2 separate regions of the Mus musculus genome follow, and region 2 is linked to region 1. Evidence: chromatin contacts called from public HiChIP or PLAC-seq data. All regions are on one chromosome and are shown on one strand. The core of a region is the stretch at or near the end of the contact, and the rest is flanking DNA. Distances in the headings are between cores, read along the strand shown. Region 1 overlaps Ilrun (inflammation and lipid regulator with UBA-like and NBR1-like domains). Region 2 overlaps Mapk14 (mitogen-activated protein kinase 14).

Region 1 (6,723 bases), core at 2,070-4,569:
TTCTCCAGGTGTTTGCAGCTGCCAGAAAGGCAGGCTATACTTAGAGCAAGGATCATGTAATGGTGGTTCGTCACACTAATCAGTGAGGACTGGATTACGACACCAGCTGCCTGCCTGTCCCATGTGCTTGATGAAATTTACATGGAGCAGAGCTGGGCCAGTAGCCAAGCTGCACCTGCTCACTCCCTGCTGCATACAAAGGCTTGGACTTCAGTCTTTTCAGCAGTTCCCTTTGGAGATAACAATGATCAAAACCATACATACATAGCGCCTGGTAAACCTAAGGCGGCCCACAAACAGACTCCAAGGCACGTCAGCCATCAGCCCTACCCTTAAGGACTAAAGAGCAAGCTAGAGAAAATACTTTCAATTTGCTCATTTGAAAACATTTAGTAAAAGTTGTGTCCATTTTTAGAATAAAGACTACTTTCTGCCTTGGTCTCTTGCAGGGTCCTCTGCTAGTAGGGACAAACTCTTGCACATTCAAGAGAATTGGCAATTCTCCCAGCAAATTGTGTCCTGTGTTATCTGTGGGTGTGTCGCCAGGTCAGCCTCCCTGAGCACCGGAGACGGCACACTAACAAGAGCCACGCTCCCTTCCTCAAGCCCCTCCACATCCCCAGTTCATCCCACAGCCAAAGCAATTCCTCACCCACACCTGCTTGGTGCAGAACTCAGCCAGAAAAGACCAAGGGCCTCGTAAAGCCGAAACTTCAAATGAGTGACCTGGAACAAAGGGAGGTGGCCGAGCAAATCACTTCCTAGACACAAGGCAGAGAGCCGCCTGCAGCCATCAGACACGGCTGGGCACGCCTCCTCAGGCTCCAGTCAGATTATTGCAGATCCTGGGCCAGCAAGAGCAAGACTAGCTCAATCAGCTCCCACTCAGTGCCAGCATGTACACGCCTGTCTCCAAACACACATTCTGCTGCTGGTCACCAGGAAGAAAGAACACTGCCTGCAAGAAAGCCTCTGCCCCAGTCTTCCTCAGAGCTTCTAGGCTGAAACAGTCTTCAATATAAGTTCAGTCAAAAATATTCTGAAGATGTAGGCTTTGATGGCACACGCCTTTATTCCCCTCCTTCCAGAGGCAGAATCAGTGGATCTCTGAGTATGAGGCCAGCCTGATCTACAAAGTTTTAGGACAGCCAGGATTGTTAGAAAGAGAAACTCTGTCTCAAAAAATCTTCTGACAAAGGATGGATGGGCAGTGGGGAGGGTGGGATACCATAGGACTGTTCCTGTCTGGGAACTGTACCATGGGATGACTGAAATACTCTGTCACTACCACAGACATTTTTTTTCCAGACAAGAGTCTCATTATGTAGCTCTGGCTGTCCTGGAGCTCAGATAAATAGACTAGTTTGGCCTTGAACTCAGAGACCCAGTTGCCTGAGTCCCAAGTGCTGGAACTCAGTACCAGGAAGGTAGGGGCAAGAGGACTATCACAAGTTCAAGGCCAGCCTGGGCTACAATAGCAAGATTGTACACCCCACTCACCCAAAAAAAGTTACAATTGAAAATGCTGTATGAACTTTGAAAAACTAAGTGTGTGTTTACATGAACGCATGAATGTACCGCTGCCGGAACAACGTGAAGATGAGAGGACACCTTGTTAGACCTAGTTCTCCCCAACACCATGTGACTACGGATAATGAACTCCAGTCCTCAGGCTTGGGAGCAAGCACTGTTACTCACACACAGGGCTGGAGACACGGCTCAGTGGTGAAGAGCACTTGCTGCTCCTTCAGAGGATCCTGGTTCAATACCAAGCACCCACTTTGTAGCTAACACACTCTGTGTCTCTGTGTGTGTGTGTGTGTGTGTGTGTGTGTGTGTGTGTGTGTTTTACTACACAGATTCAGGCAAAATACCCATACACATTAGAAAACATAAGAACTGAAACTACAAGCTGGGCATTGTGCTGCATGTCTGTAAGCTCAATACACGAGAAGCAGAGACAGAAGGAGCAGGAGTTTTAAAAGGCCAGCCTCTGTTACATATCGAGTTCAAGATTATTAACCAGGGCCACATGAGACCCTGCCTGCTCTCAGGTACAGGGAAATTTAGATCAACTAAAGCAAAAGGAAACATCTAGTCAGACATGGGAGTTGATGTCTGTAGTCGCAGTACTCAAAAGGCTATGGTAGGGGGACTGTCAGGAGTTTGGGGCCAGCCTGGGCTACACAGTAAGTTCTAGGTTACTAGACTGAGCTACAATATGAGACACCAGTCCCCCAAAAGCAGAGAGGATATGAAGGGGATTGGTAAGATGGCTCACTAGGTAAAGGCATTTGGTGCCAGGCCTGACAATGTGCTAGCCACTACAACCTGACTAACAGAAGGAGAGGCCTGCCTGCCTCCTGACAAGCACTCCTTTGACTGCCACATGAGCTGTGGCTACTATGTAGTCACACACATGCACACAGTAAATGCAGAGGGCAGGGATGGAAAAGAAAAGAGAGAAAAATCTACAGAGTTAAAAAAAATGCTTTTCGGGGCTGGCAAGATGGCTCAGCAGGTAAGAGCACTGACTGCTCTTCTAAAGGTCCTGAGTTCAAATCCCAGCAACCACATGGTGGCTCACAACCACCCATAATGAGATCTGACACCTCTTCTGGTGTGTCTGGAGACAGCAACAGTGTATGTATATATAATAATAAATAAATCTTTAAAAAAAAATGCTTTTCTTGGGCAGAGGGAACAGCTCAGGGGTAGTGTTGAGTATACACACAGCCATAGTCTTAACCCCAGTAGTGAAACACACACACACACACACACACAAAAGAAAAAAAGAAAAGAAAAGAAAAAAGAAAAACACCAGGCCACTAAGCATAAAACACTCATTCTAATGACATAGTGTGCAACTGTAAGGAGGACCACAGCCTGGCAGGATTAGCCCTGTGGAGCCCCTATGCTGTGGAACATATGCTCTACCCCCAGTGTGGCCGTCCTCTGCTCTCGGACACACACACCAAGGCACACTGCAAAGGGAAATCCAATTAGTTAGCAGCAGATCTGCTCTGGCCAGGCCTCCTGTCTGCTTTCACTCGGGTAGCACTCGAGTCTGAGGAGAACAAGGCCCAAGGCAGGAAGGCACTCCTCCTTCCTGTGAAGATGGAAGTGCTCCGGAAGCAGGGGTCCCCAGAAGGACCCTGTAATCTGCCTCAGTCAGTCCAGGTTCAAGCTGCTAAGTATTAAGATGAATTTGCAGATGGAAGCCACATTGTTACAGGAACTTATTGCAATGCAAACCTCTGAGGCGAAGTCTGAGGGCGGTGCTGTGTATGTGCACTGCACTGTGTACTCAGGAGGACAAAGGCAGACTGTGCATGTAACCTGAGGCTGCACTCTGCTGAGTCACTTCCGTCACACACCTCGGGGTCCAACAACTCACGTTTCGGTCAAAAGAGCAGGTTTAGAATAACTCCTTGTTTTGGTCGCTGGATTTAATTTCCTGAAATGATTTACAATCGCTGTATCTATGGTAACTACAGTTTCTGGAAATTCTGAGCCACTGTGAGGAGACAATGTGGATTGCCCCAAACACCACAGGATGACCGCACAAAGCATGTCCAGACACAGCGCTCCTTACACACGGTTCTGGTTTGTCATGAAACTCAGATAGTGAGTTATGGTATGAGCAGATAAATCTGCAACTAAGCAGAATTTCAAACTGATTTGATCCTAAGACTGTCAAAGAGGTGTTTCTTGGTTTAAAAAATACAAAGGTTTGATTTTTTTAAAGTTGCCAAAAAGTATCTGAATACACAATTTATCCTATAATTTAGCTGTTATTGCTGTAAAAATTAGGAAATATAATAAAGGCAGAATTTATGGGCTTTGCTAAGAAATATCATATACCTTTTACAATCTCTTTGATTAAATGTTTCTGTTGTGTCTAAGAATTCCTGCCTGTGAGATCTTGGGACACTGTGCTTCCCATAGGGACCAGCCTCAAAGTGGCTTAGTTTCATTTCCCCTGAGGAACGTGCCGGCTGGCCATGCCATCTCTGGAGATGATATGAAAGCAAGCTCTGGCATACACATGTCCACATAAGAGAACATCCACAGAGGAAGTAACCAACCGTATGCTTGTCTCCAAGCTTTAAAAAGGTAAGTTCTATAGTGTGCAACACACCCAACGCTAGCTACTACACTAACAAACCCGGAGCAGGCCACTCACCTCAGCTGCAAGTGCAACCTGAAGTCAGTGGATATTGGCCACTGCACGGTGGTTATGAAACAAGTAACTTTAAAAAGCTACATACAGGCAGGGCGTAGGGGTGCAGGTCTTTAATCCCAGCACTCGGGAGGGACTGGCAGGAGGATGTCTGTGAATCTGAGTACAGCCTGGTTTACACAGCAAGCTATAGACTAGCCAGTACTACATAAAGACTGTCTCAAAAAAAAAAAATAAATAAATAAAAACATAAAAAAAACCAAAAAAACAAAACCCAAAGTTCCATACAGGGCTGGATAGAAGAATATTTACTGATCTTGCAAAGAAACCTGGGTTCAATTCCCCACACCCACAAGTTCAGTCTGTAACTTCAGTTCCAAAGACTCCAACACCCTCTTCTGGCTTCCTAGAGTACTGCATGCATATGATGCACAGACATACATGCACACAAACATTATATATGAGACAATCACAACCATAGAACCACATACCCTCTACTGGCCTCCACAGCCCTGGCACTGTGTGCACACATCAACAAGGACACACGCACATGTACATACATACACACACACACACACACACACACACACACACACGGACCATAAAGATGGCTTAGCAAGTGCCAGCATCTGTTCCAACCACGGCGGCCTGAGTACAAGGTGGGAGAGGAGAGGCAGGCTGTCCTCTGACTCCACATAACAGCCTTGATACACGTGCACAAACAAATATACACACAAAAGAAATAAATGGAATAAAACAAAAAAAAATAAAAGCTATATACTAGATCGAGGGAGACATACTGGATAAATTATATGCTATCACCTTAGCAGCCTGAGCTTGGTCCCTAGGTCCTACAGGGGACCTAGGAACCAAGTTGTCCCTGACCACCATAAATATGCCATGGTATGCCATCCAACAGTTTTTCCCTAGAAATAAAGGTTATGGTATTATAGGTTGGTTCAATCTCAGCACTGCAAATGCAACAAACAACAGCTCTTGCAAAGGTCTACTGCATACTCGAGTTCCGTTAACATCTTCATACCCTAGGCATCACATGCTTTAGACAAGCATTGAGGGCTCAGACGTGTAAAACGACTCAAACATTTTTTTATGCATTTCAGAATAAATGGGCTTTGAAAAATTACTTTTCTTCCTTTAAAGCAAGGACTCACTAAATGCAGTGCCGGGCACTTCTGTAGCTCAGGCAGGCCTTGGGACCCAACTGTGTCAGCCGGGACTGTAGCTCTGACTGCCAATCTAGGAGTCCTTATCATTTTATGACTAGCTTAGGTTGCACAGGTGATACCTGTGATCCAGCACACCAGAGGCTGAAACAGGAGAAGCTGTACCACTGTGGTGCCAGACTGGGCCAGCATGGGCTAGAGGGAGACCTTGCTAAAACAAAGCAGCCCAGAATGTAGGCAGTCTATGCTGCAAGCCCATCACTTAGGAGGGAACTCAGGGGCTGGAGAGATGGCTCAGCAGTTAAGAGCACTGACTGCTCTTCCAGAGGTCCTGAGTTCAATTCCCAGCAACCACATAGTGGCTTACAACCATCTGTAAAAGGGATCAGATCCGATGCCCTCTTCTGGTATGTCTGAAGACAGTGTACTCACATATATGAAATAAATAAATCTTTATTAAAAAAAAAAAGAAAAAGAAAAGGATATTGTCTAAAAAAAAAAAAGAGGTGAACTCAGCTCACTCAGGAGTTCACAGCTTGTACAACACAAGGAAGGGAAGAGGGGAGGAAGACTGGCACAAAGTTAAACAAGGAGAGGAAGGAAAAGGAGGAGAGGGGGAGGAAGAACAAAGCAGAGGGTAAAACCTTAATTTCACAGCAGGAGTGGTGGTGCACACCTATAATTCAAGGAGGATCAATGAATTGGAGGTCAGCCTGAGCTAATTACGAGATACCTTCTCTTAAAAACCTGTCACTGAGCCAGGCAGTGGTGGGAGGCAGAGGCAGGCAGATTTCTGAGTTCAAGGCCTACAAAGTGAGTTCCAGAGACAGCTAGGGCTACACAGAGAAACCCCCATCTCGAAAAACAAAAAACAAACAAAAAGAATCTGTTGCCATTTACTCCAAAAGGAGAATTAACTGTACCTTTAGAGAATGCTAGTTTTACCATAAATTGACGAGGTACAGTCATTTGAGGGGAGGGGAACTCAACTGAGAAAATGCCTCTATAGAACTGGACTGTGGGCAGGCCTAGAGGATATTTTCTTAATGACTGATGTAGGAGGACTCAGCCCATTGTGACCCAGGGTGGGGTCATCCCTGGGCTGGTGGTCCTGGATTCTACAAGAAAGCAGGCTGAGCAAGCCACAGTGAGCAAGTCAGTAAGCAGCCTCCTCAACGGCTTCTGCATCAGCTCCTGCCCCAGCCAGGCTCCTGACCTGCTGCTCTGATGATGAACTGGAAATATACAGAAATGTGAGGGAACACTCTTTCCTCCCTAAGTTGACTTTTAGTCACGATGTTTCATCACAAAAACTAGTCCTATCCCTACTTCAGACTGCAACTAACAAAAGAAGAA
Region 2 (6,723 bases), core at 2,045-4,544, 900 kb after region 1:
TGAGAATTGGCTTGTTTTTACAAATATCTTTCTTTTTAAAAGTGTAAAGGGAACTAAACTAAGTTCTCTAAGTTTTAAGGAACTGTATTTACTGCCTGAAAAGGGAAACAAGCAAAATCATTAAGACCACATTGTTGCAAAGCATTGATTGTGTGGTTTGGGACATAGGGGAAAATCTTTGTGGTGAATTTAAGGAAATACAAACGGGAACGTCAGTGTCTTTCCTCTGGGGAAAGGGGCTCTCCAGCCCCTTGCTGGACACACTTGGGTACCATGCCTTGGGAGTGAGAATTAAGAATTACTTCTAGATCATTCACAGCTATTTATTCATTAGTCTGGATTACATAACACCAAACTCTGGCTAGAATCAAGGCTAGATTCTTGAGCTAAAAGTACAGAACGAGACAGCTCATTTTGTCATTGGGCTTGTAGAAGAATGGATGGATTTAATGGCTGCATTTTATGGGTTGCTTGCTGTGTTGTAGGCATGGAGATGCTTAGTTTATGATCGGCATGTAGACATGTAACAAACTTGTAGCTAAACATGGTAATTTCTTCTAACTAAATCTGATTTAGCATGCTATATAGGACAAGATTATTCCAGTAAATATAACAAAAATAAATGAAGCTTTTTTTTTTTAAGTATTAATAGCCATTCACCATTAGTTTTAATTAGCCAGGGAAAAAAAATAAAACTCCACAATTAGGTATGACTTTTCACTCTTGACGACCGAGAAGGCTGGGCCTTTACTATTAGTTGTAATAATAGCCGGTCTCTCTTCCTTCCCTTCCTGCCTTTCTTCCTACTTTCCTTCAGGACACAGCCTTCTGGTCTTGAACTCTTGATCCACTTGTCTGAGGCTCTCTAATGCTAGGGTCATAGGAGTGGGCCACCAAGCTGCTTTAGCTGACCTATCTCCCATTTACTGTTTTGTGACTAAAAGTAGACTAGTTAACTGGATGTTACCAGTCTTAATAAGCATTTAGGTTTGAGGCCAACCTAGCCTCACTCAGCAGAGTGAACTCAGTGCCCTTTCTCAAGAAAAACAATAAATAAACAAAAAGTGCCCACCAAATATGATTGGCAAGAGGGTGTGTGTGTGTGTGTGTGTGTGTGTGTGTGTGTGTATGTATGTGTGTGTGTGTGTGTATGTGTTTAGATTTATTTATTGTTATTTGTATGAATGTTTTGTTTGAATGTGTATTTCTACACCACAAAGTGCTTGGTGCCTCTGGAGCCCAGAAGGGGGTATTGGATCCTCTGGACTTGGAGTTACAGAAGGTTGTGAGCCACCAGAAGCCCTTGCCAGTGCTCATAACCACTAAGCATCTCTTCCCCAGCTCCCGGCAATGGTTTGTATGGATGGAGGAGAGTTCAGCTGAGCTAGCTGTAGAGTTTATTTTGTTGAGTTCCGTTTCCCACTCATGATGAGCACTACACCCCAGGCCTCTGAGTTCTGCCACTTTTCAGTTTTGAATATTGAGGAGTATTCTTTTGATTTCTCTTTAATTCAGCCTCAGAGATGATATGTGTTGGCTTTGCCTTCTGTGGACAATGTTGGGAATTGTGCTAAACCCTTAAAGCTTAGGACTCAAATGTCGAGGAGTTCCCTGGATGCTGTCACTTTCGTATTAACTGGCATCTTAATGTGATTCTTTGGTTTATCATGATCTTCATTTAAGGCATTATCAGTCCCTCTCTTTCTAGAGTAGGTGGGTTGCTTTTCCTTCTCTCTCTCTTCTGCATCTTTAGTAACGGAACCCTGGGGGCTGGTGCACACTAACCATGGGATCCAGTGAGCTGCACTCCAGCCTCCAGGCTGGCGTTTTAGCCTAGTTCTGTGGATGAGCTGGGGTTAACAGAAGACCCTGTGCTGTATGACCATCAGCTAGAGCTGAATGGATCTGGGAGCAATCAGAAGGGGGAGGGTTTGCAGCTGCTAGGAATCCTACCTGGTCATATTTGCCTTTGTAAAGACCAACTTCTGTGCTGAAAAAGTAAGCCAAGGTGGGTTGCAGACAGAGCAGAGCTGGGGTCTAGCTCCCTAGCTTTTCATTTCTGTTCCTTAACTGATCGAGGCACTAACTAAACTGTTTGTGGTTTATGTAAGCACAAGAGAGATAAATCATGGCAGGGACTTGACCTATGCCCTGTACTCTTCATCCACAAGTCCAAAAGTGCCAGAGCCAGAATTTTTGTTGAGCTCGGAAATTCAGGGTACTCCACTTCAGCTCTCTAAATAACATGCTTACTTCAAAATTTTTTTTTGTTTTTTTTTTTTGTTTGTTTGTTTGTTGTTGAAGGGTTTTGCTGCCAAAAGGAAGGGATCAAAGAGATTAGCTGCTGAGTTCAGCTGAAAAAGAAAGAGGAGCTGCTGGCAGGCTGAGTGTTTTCTAACATCTTTGACTTCCAGGCTTTTTCTTAATACTTGCTCATATTTTAAGTCACTTGTATCTTCCTCAGAGTATCCGAGCATTTAAAATCACATTTATCTTAATCTTTGGTTCTGTGTCTGTTTTCCATTCCTGCCTTTCCCTCATTGTGTTACTTGGCACTGATGTTTTTGTCTGTAAGACTCCAAGGAATGTTAACTTGAATAGATGTGACCAATACCTGTCTACAGATACCTTGTAACAGCTCTGCTCTGTCCTGTCTTGGCTGTCTTCATGTGCTGCACACTCTCTGGCTCTCTTGCTCTCGCTCGCTCGCTCTCTCTCTCTCTCTCTCGCTCGCTCTATACACGCACACACACATACACACACACACACACATCCCGCCTACACACACTGCTTTATCATCTGGTTGCAGAAAGTAAGTTCCTGAAAACAGGTTCCCATGGCAACATAACAGAAAGGTAATAGAACAAATGTTTATTCTGTCTAGACCTGTTGTCTGACTAACTGTAGACCCTGAACATGTTTGCTCCTGTCACACTGAACAATGTGATTACAGATTTCCTTGTTTCCCTCAAAACCTCCTCCTTGTAGATCTTAGTGGGGTTGCCACTGTGCTTGTGACGTGAAGGAAGCTGTGTGTGTGCCCTACTGCAGGTGTATACTGGTTGTGTCCCCAAGCTTGCAGGCCACAGCTTACCTAAAACAGCAGCAGTTGCTCCTTTGTTGTCATAAGTTCTTTAGCTTAGTATTGGTAGTGTTAAGCGTTGTTTATAAAGTCCAAAGAAAGCAAGGGACCTGGGGAGGTGCCATAGTGCTTGCCGTGAAAGCATGGGGCCGTGACTTGGATCTAGACAGCATGTGAAAGCCGGACACAGCACATGTGTGAGCTCAGTGCTGGGGTGCAGAGACAGGAGGATGGGTGGAGCCTTTGGACTAGCTGGCCAGCTAGCCTAGCCAAGTTAGTGAGGTCCAGATTCAGTGAGAAACCCTTTCTCAAAACACGGTGGAAGGCACCTAAGGTCAACCTCTGACCTACACACATGCACACACAAAAGCAGGAAGAGACCTAGGTTGCTTTGGAAGTCTTTGTAGCTTTTCTTTCTTTCATATTGTTCAGTGTCATCATCTCAAAACTACCTTTATATTTCTAAAGACAGCCCTTCCCCTTTCAAGTGACATTCTAGTAGCTTGTCAAATCTAGGGCAGCTTGATGCCAGGGTATGTATTGGAAATCTGTGTCAGAGAACCATTTCCATCTGGTGATTCAGATCTGGAAAGGATGACATCAGCGTGTGCCCACAAGAGGTCAGAAAACAAAACAAAACCTCTTTTGATGTGTGAAGGCTCTGGGAGGCTGTTTTAGTTAAATGGGGTGTGAGAGTAATTGGTCTTGATCTTGAGCCCTTTGCTCGGATCCACTTGGACCATTGTCATGCTCATAATCAGGCCTTTGCTCTTTCCTGTAACACGCAGCTTGGGGTGTCTGGCTTGTGCGAGTACTGAGTTCATCTTGTATTACTGCATTCCTGTAGCAGATCTAATTTAATTCCCAGAAATAATTTTTTTATTCTTAGTATCTTCAGTAGGTGACTCCTCTTTACCCTTCCCCCTTAAACTTCACTTAGGGCTTTTGCTAGCTCTAACTTCCTTGAACCTAGGTTTAGAAATACATCGTTTAATCTACCAGTTGCCAGTGAAGACTTTAGTTCTTTCTCATCTGTAAAAAAAGAAAGAAAAATCCAACTCCCTAGTAATCATTGTGCAATTCTGATGTTGACATCTTGTGTTGACATAGTTGTGATTACCTGATTGTGTGTGTGTGTATGTGTGTGTGTGTGTGTGTGTGTAAATGTTCTTGCATGTGTGTTTGCATATATGCAAAGACCAGAGGTTAACTTCAGTTATTGTCGACTATCACTTTCTACTTTATTTTTTGATAGTATCTCTCACTGGATCTGGAGTGCATGGATTGCTTAGACTAGCTGGCCAGAGGTCCTCAGGAATCTTCCTGTTTCCAGGCACATCGTCTCCTACCTGTTTTTTGTTGCTGATGTTGTTTGGTTTATGTTGATACTGGGATCAAACTCAGCCTTCATACTTGCTGCTGGAGCACTTTTCTGACTGAACTGTCTCCCCAGTTCTGCCCTTGTGTGATGCTGCAGTCTGGCTTGCTTAGGTTTCTGATTCCTTATGTCGTGTTCTGAGTGCCCTATGGTTGGGTGATCTCTTTTGAAATGAGCGACTCAATGTTAAATGATACTGATACCAGGCAAAAGGTTTAAAAAGTAACAGTGTTATCTGAGATGTTGGAAAAATAGTTGCCTGGTTAAGAACACTGGCTGTTCTTCCAGAGGATCTGGGTTCAATTCCCAGGACCCACATGGCAGCTCACAACTGTCTCTAATTGTAGTCCCAGGGGATCCAACACCCCACACAGACTTACATGCAATACACATGAGAGTTTTAAAAATTGTGATCTGTTTTTTTTTTTTTTTTTTTTTTTTTTTTTTTTTTTTTGGTATCTCTGAACTTCTTTACATCCCCAAACATGGTGTAACATAGGGTTCTTGGTTTGTGCCTGTTCTGAGCAGAGGGTGATACTTTGTTGTGGGTCTGACTGGGTATTATATATTTAACAGCAGTGTTGTCCCCTAATCTTAAGATTTATGACAATTTCCCATTGTGACAGCCAGATTTGTCTTATAAGTGGTGCCTTATGTTGGGGGAGGGTTGGAAATTAGTCACCTTTAATTGAAAACGTTTTACACAACAGTACATATCTAGAATAATTGGTCTTGACTAAAACCTATAGGCTAACTTGAACACTGTACCTGTCAGCAGAGAGGAATGCTACACATGGGGCTTCCTTCAGCATGACCGTCATTATCTTCAGGAGAACATGAGAAAGCATTATCGAGGTCCCAAGCTTACTGTGGTTAGAACCGCTTGCACAGATCGTGTGTTGGCCACGTGGGTAGCTGTATAGTGCTGTGAAGAAACAATGAATGTGAATAACTTTGTTTTCCTTTTGTCGTGATTCCTCTTAGGACTTGTAAATGTTTCTGGAAAGGAAAGCTTATTGAGTATGTTAGCATTAAGTCCAAATCTGAAGGTAGTGCTTTTCCCAGCATCTCTGGTTTTCTTTTCTTGACTTTTTTTTTTTTTTTTTTTTTTTTTTTTGGTTTTTCGAGACAGGGTTTCTCTGTGTAGCCCTGGCTGTCCTGGAAACTTACTCTGTAGAACAGGCTGGGCTCGAACTCAGAAATTCGCCTGCCTCAGCCTCCCGAGTGCTGGGATTGAAGGCGTGTGCCATCATGCCCGGCTATCTCTGGTTTTCTCGCCCTTTTTCTCCTACTGTAATCTTTCAGTAGGTAGCTCTTTTCAGAGTTCAAATATACAGTGTTCAGGCCAGCCAGGACTATATAGTGAGACCCTATCTCAAATAAAATAAAAATGTTAGAAAAGCAAGAGAATTTCATGTGAACACAGAACAAGAAGTAGCAGTGTTACCCATTGACGTGACCAGCTTATGCTTGACACAGTCCAGATATATAAGCCATCCCTGGCTTGGAGCATACCATGCACACTAGCCTGGCTGCAGATCATGGTAGTCTCCTTCTTTCTACCTCTGTCTCTGCTGGGATTACAGGTGTGCACCACTGCTCTTATTTTGAAGGTTCTTGTTAGCATTTTAGTCTTTAAAGTATTAGACAGTTACAGAGGGTGAGTTTTTAGTAATCTGTGGATTCCAGCAGTAACAAAAAAATTAGCTTTATTCTTGACTCAGAGCCTTCCATTTACACTCATATTTTGGTGTTTCCTGAATTAACCATGGTAATGCGTGAAAGGTTCTGGCATGGTAATAAATAATTCTGTATTAGAATTTGTAACTTTTAATATTTAATGCTGTGCTTTATATCTTTATTTCTATGTATATGTGTGCCTGTTCACAAGTTTGTGTGGAAGCTAGAGGTGCAGTCTATCTTCCCTCAGACAGAGTGTCATCAGCCTGGATCTCTAGTTAGGCTAACTGGCCAACAAGTCCCAGGAATCCTCCTCTTCTGTCTCTACACAGTCCTGGAGTTACAGGTACACACCACCACACCCAGCACTTAAGTGTGGTTCTGGGGATAGAACTTGGGTTCTGACAGCCCCACTTTGTGTCGTCCTCATACTTCAAAGTGCTCTGTTGTTCTGATATCCTGTGTTTATCTTTGGGCAGTTTTACTCATCATCGCCATCATCATTTTGCATCATGACTCATTTTTAAGTTTTCTTTTTCTATATATATCCATTTTGGGCACATTGCCGTACAAAAGTACTCTT

Evidence for each region. HiChIP or PLAC-seq counts read pairs in DNA pulled down with a chosen protein or histone mark.
Region 2: a contact with region 1 is called in a FOXA1 HiChIP or PLAC-seq map of pancreatic cancer cells. The contact joins two enhancer-like sites.

The regions. Positions count from the first base shown.
Region 1 is chr17:27,796,887-27,803,609 of GRCm38.p6, forward strand. All of the region lies in intron 1 of Ilrun (inflammation and lipid regulator with UBA-like and NBR1-like domains), which reads right to left. Among named protein-coding and RNA genes, the nearest start is that of Ilrun, 20 kb to the right of the region's middle. Within about 2 kb of position 3,320, at least 231 of the 459 cell types and tissues checked have an H3K27ac peak or open chromatin away from gene starts, as enhancers often do. A contact at or near this core is called in pancreatic cancer cells, where this site is marked.
Region 2 is chr17:28,694,702-28,701,424 of GRCm38.p6, forward strand. All of the region lies in intron 1 of Mapk14 (mitogen-activated protein kinase 14), which reads left to right. Among named protein-coding and RNA genes, the nearest start is that of Mapk14, 6.7 kb to the left of the region's middle. Within about 2 kb of position 3,295, at least 185 of the 459 cell types and tissues checked have an H3K27ac peak or open chromatin away from gene starts, as enhancers often do. A contact at or near this core is called in pancreatic cancer cells, where this site is marked.